2 separate regions of the Gossypium hirsutum genome follow, and region 2 is linked to region 1. Evidence: chromatin contacts called from public Hi-C data. All regions are on one chromosome and are shown on one strand. The core of a region is the stretch at or near the end of the contact, and the rest is flanking DNA. Distances in the headings are between cores, read along the strand shown.

Region 1 (3,155 bases), core at 428-2,927:
CATATAAACTAATGAAATCATGTAACTTTTTGTTAATATATGAATATTATGCTTGGATGTGAAACATAATTCTCAAGTTATTTATTATTTTTTTAGTAACGAGTTGTTTATTACTTCTAATATTTAATTATTTTTTATTGTAGAATAATTAAATTATTTGTTTTAGTAATGATATTTTAGCACATTAAATATGTATTGTAGTTTAAAAATAATAAAGTAGATTATATATATTTTTATAGTATTATATATTTTGATTTTTTAATTCATATAATAATAATTATATTAAGAATGTTATTAAATTATATATAATAATTATGTTAAAATATGGTTAAACTATTTATTATTTTTATTAAATTATTTTCAATAATAATCTTATTAAAATTTAATAACAATAACAATAATCATCTACCTTAAAAAAATTATGTTGAGGGTATTCTGGTCATTTTAATTTTTTTCCTTATGTTATTACAACATCATTCTATTCGACCGAACACAAGAATACTATTACAGTTCTATTTCATTCCATTTAACCAAACAGTTGAATTACTTATTGCAACTCTATTCAATTACAGTCTATTCCATTACAGTAAACCAAACGCACCATTAATCTTTTTTGACTGAAACCAAAACCACCTAATCAGTTTTCTCTATTGCTAGCCAATCATCTACTTCTATCTACTAGATCAAAGTGACAAAGTTTGTACTCAATTATCTTAGTAGTCGGTTGAAGAGTATTGCCTAATGGATGTCAAACCACATCTTGAATTCAATTCTACGCTGCCGCAACTCACAACAAGAATTCATTATTATATGTTCTTAGTTGAAAACCCCACTGTTCTTTACCATAAATTGTTCAAGCTTTTCTTGTCATCGTCAACCCCAGATTGCTGCTCTACCAACCATCAATCTTGCAAAAGCGTAATAACGTAATCTTAAGACTTGACATATTCAAAGAACTTTTCTCCTAGTTTTAAATTGTTTTAAATTATTATTCTGTCCTAGTTCTATTTTAACTATTCTATAAATAAAGGTTTGTATTAATAAATTAAGTGGAATTATTTCACAAGCCTCCTATTACTTCAATACTAATCATGTTGAAATTTATTAAATGCGACAACATCCTAATGAACCTTAATATAATTTGGTGGTGACCTCTACAATAATCACATGAATATCTTTTGTTGAATGAGGGCTCTTAAAGCAATCCAATCCCTTCTCGATCGAGCGATTGGTGATAGATCTAACACCTTCTATAGGTAACGTCGGAGAAGGTTAACAAACTTTGGGCAACCCCAACCAAGGATGTTGAAAACCAAAACGGACTGACCAATCAAAGAAAGAAAATCTCAAAAGGATAAATTTTGGATAGAAGAAAGCCCAAGCTTTTTGGCTTCTCAGCCTGCTTTCGACATGGGGAGTTCAATCTAAGATAGAGGCTTTTGATTTCCAAGTGTTCACAGGTGAATCTAGCTAATTTTGGCCCCTGGGTTTTTAGTGGATTTAAAGTATCATTACAACATTTCATTATTTAATTCTTCTCTTGACCTTTATTTTTGTTCTCCATTATAAATTTGGATGGCGTTTACGACTTTGTACAACTGTTGTCGGTATTTCCTAGGCTAAAAAAAAATTTGTTCTGAAAATAGTTCTCTATATTTTCACTCATTTTCTATTTTTCATAAATTAGATCAATGATTGTATAAATCGGACCAATTAAGTTAAAAACCGGTTAAACCAACAATCTATTTTTTTTTTTAAACTTTGGCTCCAACAATTCTCTTACTATTGGGATAATTTCACCTTAGGCGCAATGCCGCACTCGCGCACTTATTTCGATAGAATTCGAGGAAAGGGAAAGAAAACTTTGCCACACTAAACCATTTTCCCTCCCATGCCAATTTCTCTCCATCACTTCCCCCATACTCTCCCTTCTCTCTCAACCCTTCTCAGGTCTTGCAAATCCCAAAACCAGCTTCACCAAATCCACGCCCACATAATTAAGAAGGGCCTGCACCAAGATCAATATCTCATCAGCCTTTGTATTTCCCTTTCCACTTCCCTCTCTCTCTCCGCTTCCATTTTCAATAGCTTTCTCCAGCCCAGCACTTTCCTTTGGAACTGTCTCCTCAATGGGTACTCTAAAAATTCCTCTTTTTTTTCAAACCATGTCGCTTTTTATCCGTATGAAGAGTGAAGGTGGGCTTCCTGATAAGTACACCTACCCTTTGGTGATCAAAGCTTGTTCGAGTGAGGTTAAGGCATGGGAAGGGAAAGTGCTTCATGGGTTAGCTTTAAGAAGTGGATGCGAAAGAGATGTTTTTGTTGGGACAAGTTTGGTTGATTTTTATGCGAAAATTAAGGAAATATTGAATGCGAAGAAAGTGTTTGATGAAATGTCTGAGCGAAATGTTGTGTCTTGGACGGCTTTGGTTGTTGGGCATATTAATGTTGGTGATATTGTGGAAGCTAAGAGAGTGTTTGATTTGATGCCGGAGAGGAATGTGGCTACATGGAATGCTTTGATGGGGTGGTGGGTCAAAACAGGGGATTTAGTGACTGCTCGGAAAGTGTTCGATGAGATGCCTGAAAGAAATGTGATTTCTTATACGATGATGATTGATGGATATGCAAAGGCTGGCGATATGGCATCAGCAATGTTTTTGTTTGAGCAGGCTCCGGAGAGAGATATCTTTGCGTGGTCAGCAATGATTTCGGGATATGAACAAAATGGTCAACCAAATGAGGCTGTCAAAATGTTTATTAGAATGTCAGAAATGGATGTTAAACCGGATAAATATATTCTGGTTAGCTTGATGTCTGCCTGTTCTCAGGTGGGTAGTTTGAAATTGGCTAAACGGGTTGATGGTTATCTAAGCCGAAGTGATATTGATGTTAGACAAGCACACGTTTTGGCAGCTCTTATTGATATGAATGCAAAGTGTGGAAACATGGCTAGAGCAGCTAAGTTGTTTGAGGAGATGCCAAAACGGGATTTGATTTCATATTGCTCAATGATACAAGGATTGGCTATCCATGGTCAAGAGGCTCAAGCTATTGAGCTTTTCAATAGGATGATAAGCGAAGGGCTGGTTCCAGATGAAGTAGCCTTCACTATTATTCTGAATGCTTGTAGCGGTGCTGGCCTTGTTGAGGAA
Region 2 (3,280 bases), core at 319-2,818, 200 kb before region 1:
TAGGAAAAGGAGGTGCTGTCCTTATGGTGTGTAGGACTTGTGGTAAGAAGGGTGATCACTGGACATCTCGGTGCCCATACAAGGACCTCGCTCTGCCGGCTGAGTCATTCGTCGATAAGCCTGCAGTACCTGAAACTGCAACTGCTGCTGCTGGATCAGGGAAGAATACTTATGTTCCTCCAGGTATGAGAGCCGGAGCTGATAGAAGCGGAACTGATATGAGACGCAGAAACGACGAGAACTCTGTCCGGGTCACTAATCTTTCGGAGGACACCCGGGAAGCTGACTTGCACGAGCTTTTCCGGCCATTTGGTGCAGTAAGTCGAGTTTATGTTGCCATTGACCAGAAGACTGGCATGAGTCGGGGTTTTGGTTTCGTTAATTTTGTGAACAAGGATGATGCCCAGAGAGCTATAAACAAACTCAATGGCTATGGTTATGATAATCTCATCCTGAGAGTTGAATGGGCTACACCAAGAACAAACTAGATTGTGTGTTTTAGTTTAGGGTTTATTACTTAAATAAAAGGTTTAGGCCACCTTTTAAATGCTTATATATATCTATCCATGGCTGATGAGATTTTGTCTTCTATTTAGTTGACTCTTAAATAGTATCTGACTTGTGTGTATTCTTCTTTGTCATATGTAATATGGGTAGCATTTAGTATTTTGCATTGATTTGGTTATTGCAGTTGGTTTTTCATTTCATCAGCTCACATTTACTTAAATACAAGTCTTGCTTTGCATCTTTGAACAATGAATGAGACCTTCCATGGCTGCTTATGGTTAATGAATAAGATGAAATATGTGGATAATCCGAAGAAAGTACATCTTGAACAACTTTTTTTTATATGAGAATAAAGTAGACTCTAATAATATTTTTTTCGCAAAATCTGAGTCTAAAACCTTGTTTAAGAGGCATTGACCCTTGGTAAAGCCTTATTCACGTGTACTCGAATTTTGAAAATTAAAAAATAAAGAGTAAATTCTAAATTGAAAAATAAAGAGTAAATTCTAAAAGTATAAAGAGTACATTAGAGAGTTTTATGTTTAATTTTTAAGAAGTTTTGGAAATTATGTTTTAATTTCACCAATTATTTGCAAAATTATTATTAGGGTACTTCAGTTAATCTGATTTTTTTTTTTCTTTCTGATAATTGGAGAAACGAGTAGAGTTTCTAGATATTGAACTTAAACTCTCATTTTATATAACATAATTGACAATAGCTGTTGGCCTGTTAGTCGAATTGTAAATTTAGAAATTAAATATTACTTTAAAATAAAATATAATTAAAACACATAAATCATGTATATATATAACGTATTAAGAAAAAACAAGGTTAATAAAATTGAAGAGTTTTTGATTGAACACTTAAATTTTAAATATATTAAAGTTAATAATTGAAGGATCATTTAAGAATCAAACTAATAGGAAAAGGCCAAAACCCACACACGTTCAAACTTGAAAAGAAAAGTGAAAAAACATTAAAAGGCAAAAGTGGAGAACCTAAGAAAAAACCTATTTTTTTTCCTTTTAAAATGTCAGTTCAAACTTGAAAACTTCTACCGTCCACATGTTAGAATTTCTTACACTGCAAAAGTAGTGATTTTGGAGTTTGTTTTCTTACTGTGTGATGAAATTACATGCATAAAAACAAGGGGCCCATGAATAGAGCCCAGATTCCTTTCGACAGTCTGTACTCATCTCGTGGTTTTTTTTTTGCTTCTCTCAATATTCACTCTCTGTCTCTTTACCCTCCATCTCTCTCTCCAAAAAGATTTTATTATTGTGAAAGCAACATTGTGGAGATCAATTAGCTTCTTCTTTTTTTTCACTTTCAAGCTCTCATGGCTGCCATTATTGAATCTGGGTGGCTGGTAAAGCTCTTTCTTTTTCCTTCTTTCTTGTTGCTTTTTCAGTTTTTTTATCCACTGCCCATTACTTGTTATGGATCTATCTTTGTTGGTTTTTTTTTTTTGGTTTTGTATGTAAAGATAGTTAAATCTCAAGTTTGGGTCGATTGGATTATTTATATTTTTGTTTGTTTTAGTTGTTTTTGGATGGTGACATCAAGGTACATTTGGATGGCTAATGGTGGATGTTGATCTTCGATTTTTACAAGGCAGTGTTTGATTGAATAATGCTCTTTGGTTTTCTTGTCTCTTACAATTTGAAATGCATTTTAAGTGTTGCAAATGATTATATAGCTACGAAATTGGAGATTGTTTTTAGTTTTGAATTCAGGTCACTGTTTCACTATGTGTATATATTTGTTGCTAGAATGGCTTCTTCATTAATTAGTTCATCTAGGATGTTACTTACAGTTCAAAACAAAATGTATGTTTACTTACAGTAACAAGTACCTGAGATTGAAATCTAGATTTGAGGACTTTGTTGTTAATGTTGAATATGTGTTTCTTGCAAGTGTTTCCTTTTATCCTATATCTCATTGGTCTCTAGCAAAGGACCTTAATGAAGCTTCGATTCATTTTCATCGATCCTTTCCCCTTTTTTCCAGGTAAAATGTAAATGTGTCTAATTGTGCTTATTGATTTCACTTCTGGATGCAATGTTTATTAATCTACATTGAGCAATAATGTGATCTTTTAAGCTCCGAAATAGTGGTTTATGTTCTAAGGTGTAAGAAATTCTTCCTGAAATCTTCTTTGTTCACCATGCAATATTGGATCACACATTTCAGTGACAGTGACCTTGTTCATTAGTTTGAACACTACCACTGATGTTTTTAAGCTTAGAACAGCAGTTTATGTCATCAGATATAATACATTCTCCCTGAAAATCTTCTTTGTTCGCCATGCAGTATCTGATCACGCATTTCAGTGACTTCCAACTAGCAAGTCTAGGAAGTTTCTTTCTTCACGAAAGTGTTTTCTTCTTATCCGGACTTCCATTTATATATCTGGAAAGAGCTGGATTGCTGAGCAAATACAAGATTCAGGTTAACTCCCTTCATTGCTGGTATTGTTATCAACCGTTTTTACTTTGTTGACATAAAATTTGTGGGGATGAATGCTGTTAATAACAAAAAATATCCTTTCTTTGTATTTTTTCTAGTGGAATTCATAATAAATCTGTTTCATTTGTAATTTATGTTTCTATATAGACGAAAAACAACAGCCTTGCTGCTCAGGAAAAATGTATCACCCGCCTGCTTCTGTATCACATTGGTGTCAACCTTCCGCTTATGATTGCATCTTATCCTTTCTTCAGATTCATGGGCATGAAGAGTAGTCTGCCATTTCCATCCTGGTATTTACAG

The links. A called contact is a pair of places that touch in the nucleus more often than the background predicts.
Region 2: a contact with region 1 is called in a Hi-C map of leaf, with 3 times the contacts expected there. The contact joins the promoter of LOC107950248 here to the promoter of LOC107885971 in region 1. A contact is called at or near these places in 4 of 34 Hi-C or Micro-C datasets (all in leaf).

Annotation. Positions count from the first base shown.
Region 1 is chrA03:9,419,232-9,422,386 of Gossypium_hirsutum_v2.1, reverse strand. It overlaps LOC107885971 (putative pentatricopeptide repeat-containing protein At5g37570), which reads left to right and starts at 1,677. Exons shown (of 2, transcript XM_016809744.2): 1 at 1,677-2,149; 2 at 2,151-3,155. The coding sequence starts at 1,892.
Region 2 is chrA03:9,622,685-9,625,964 of Gossypium_hirsutum_v2.1, reverse strand. LOC107950248 (methylsterol monooxygenase 2-2) reads left to right here and starts at 1,568. Exons shown (of 7, transcript XM_016885060.2): 1 at 1,568-1,877; 2 at 2,822-2,959; 3 at 3,125-3,270. The coding sequence starts at 1,848. It overlaps LOC107950247 (eukaryotic translation initiation factor 3 subunit G), which reads left to right. Exons shown (of 2, transcript XM_016885059.2): 2 at 1-677. The coding sequence ends at 488.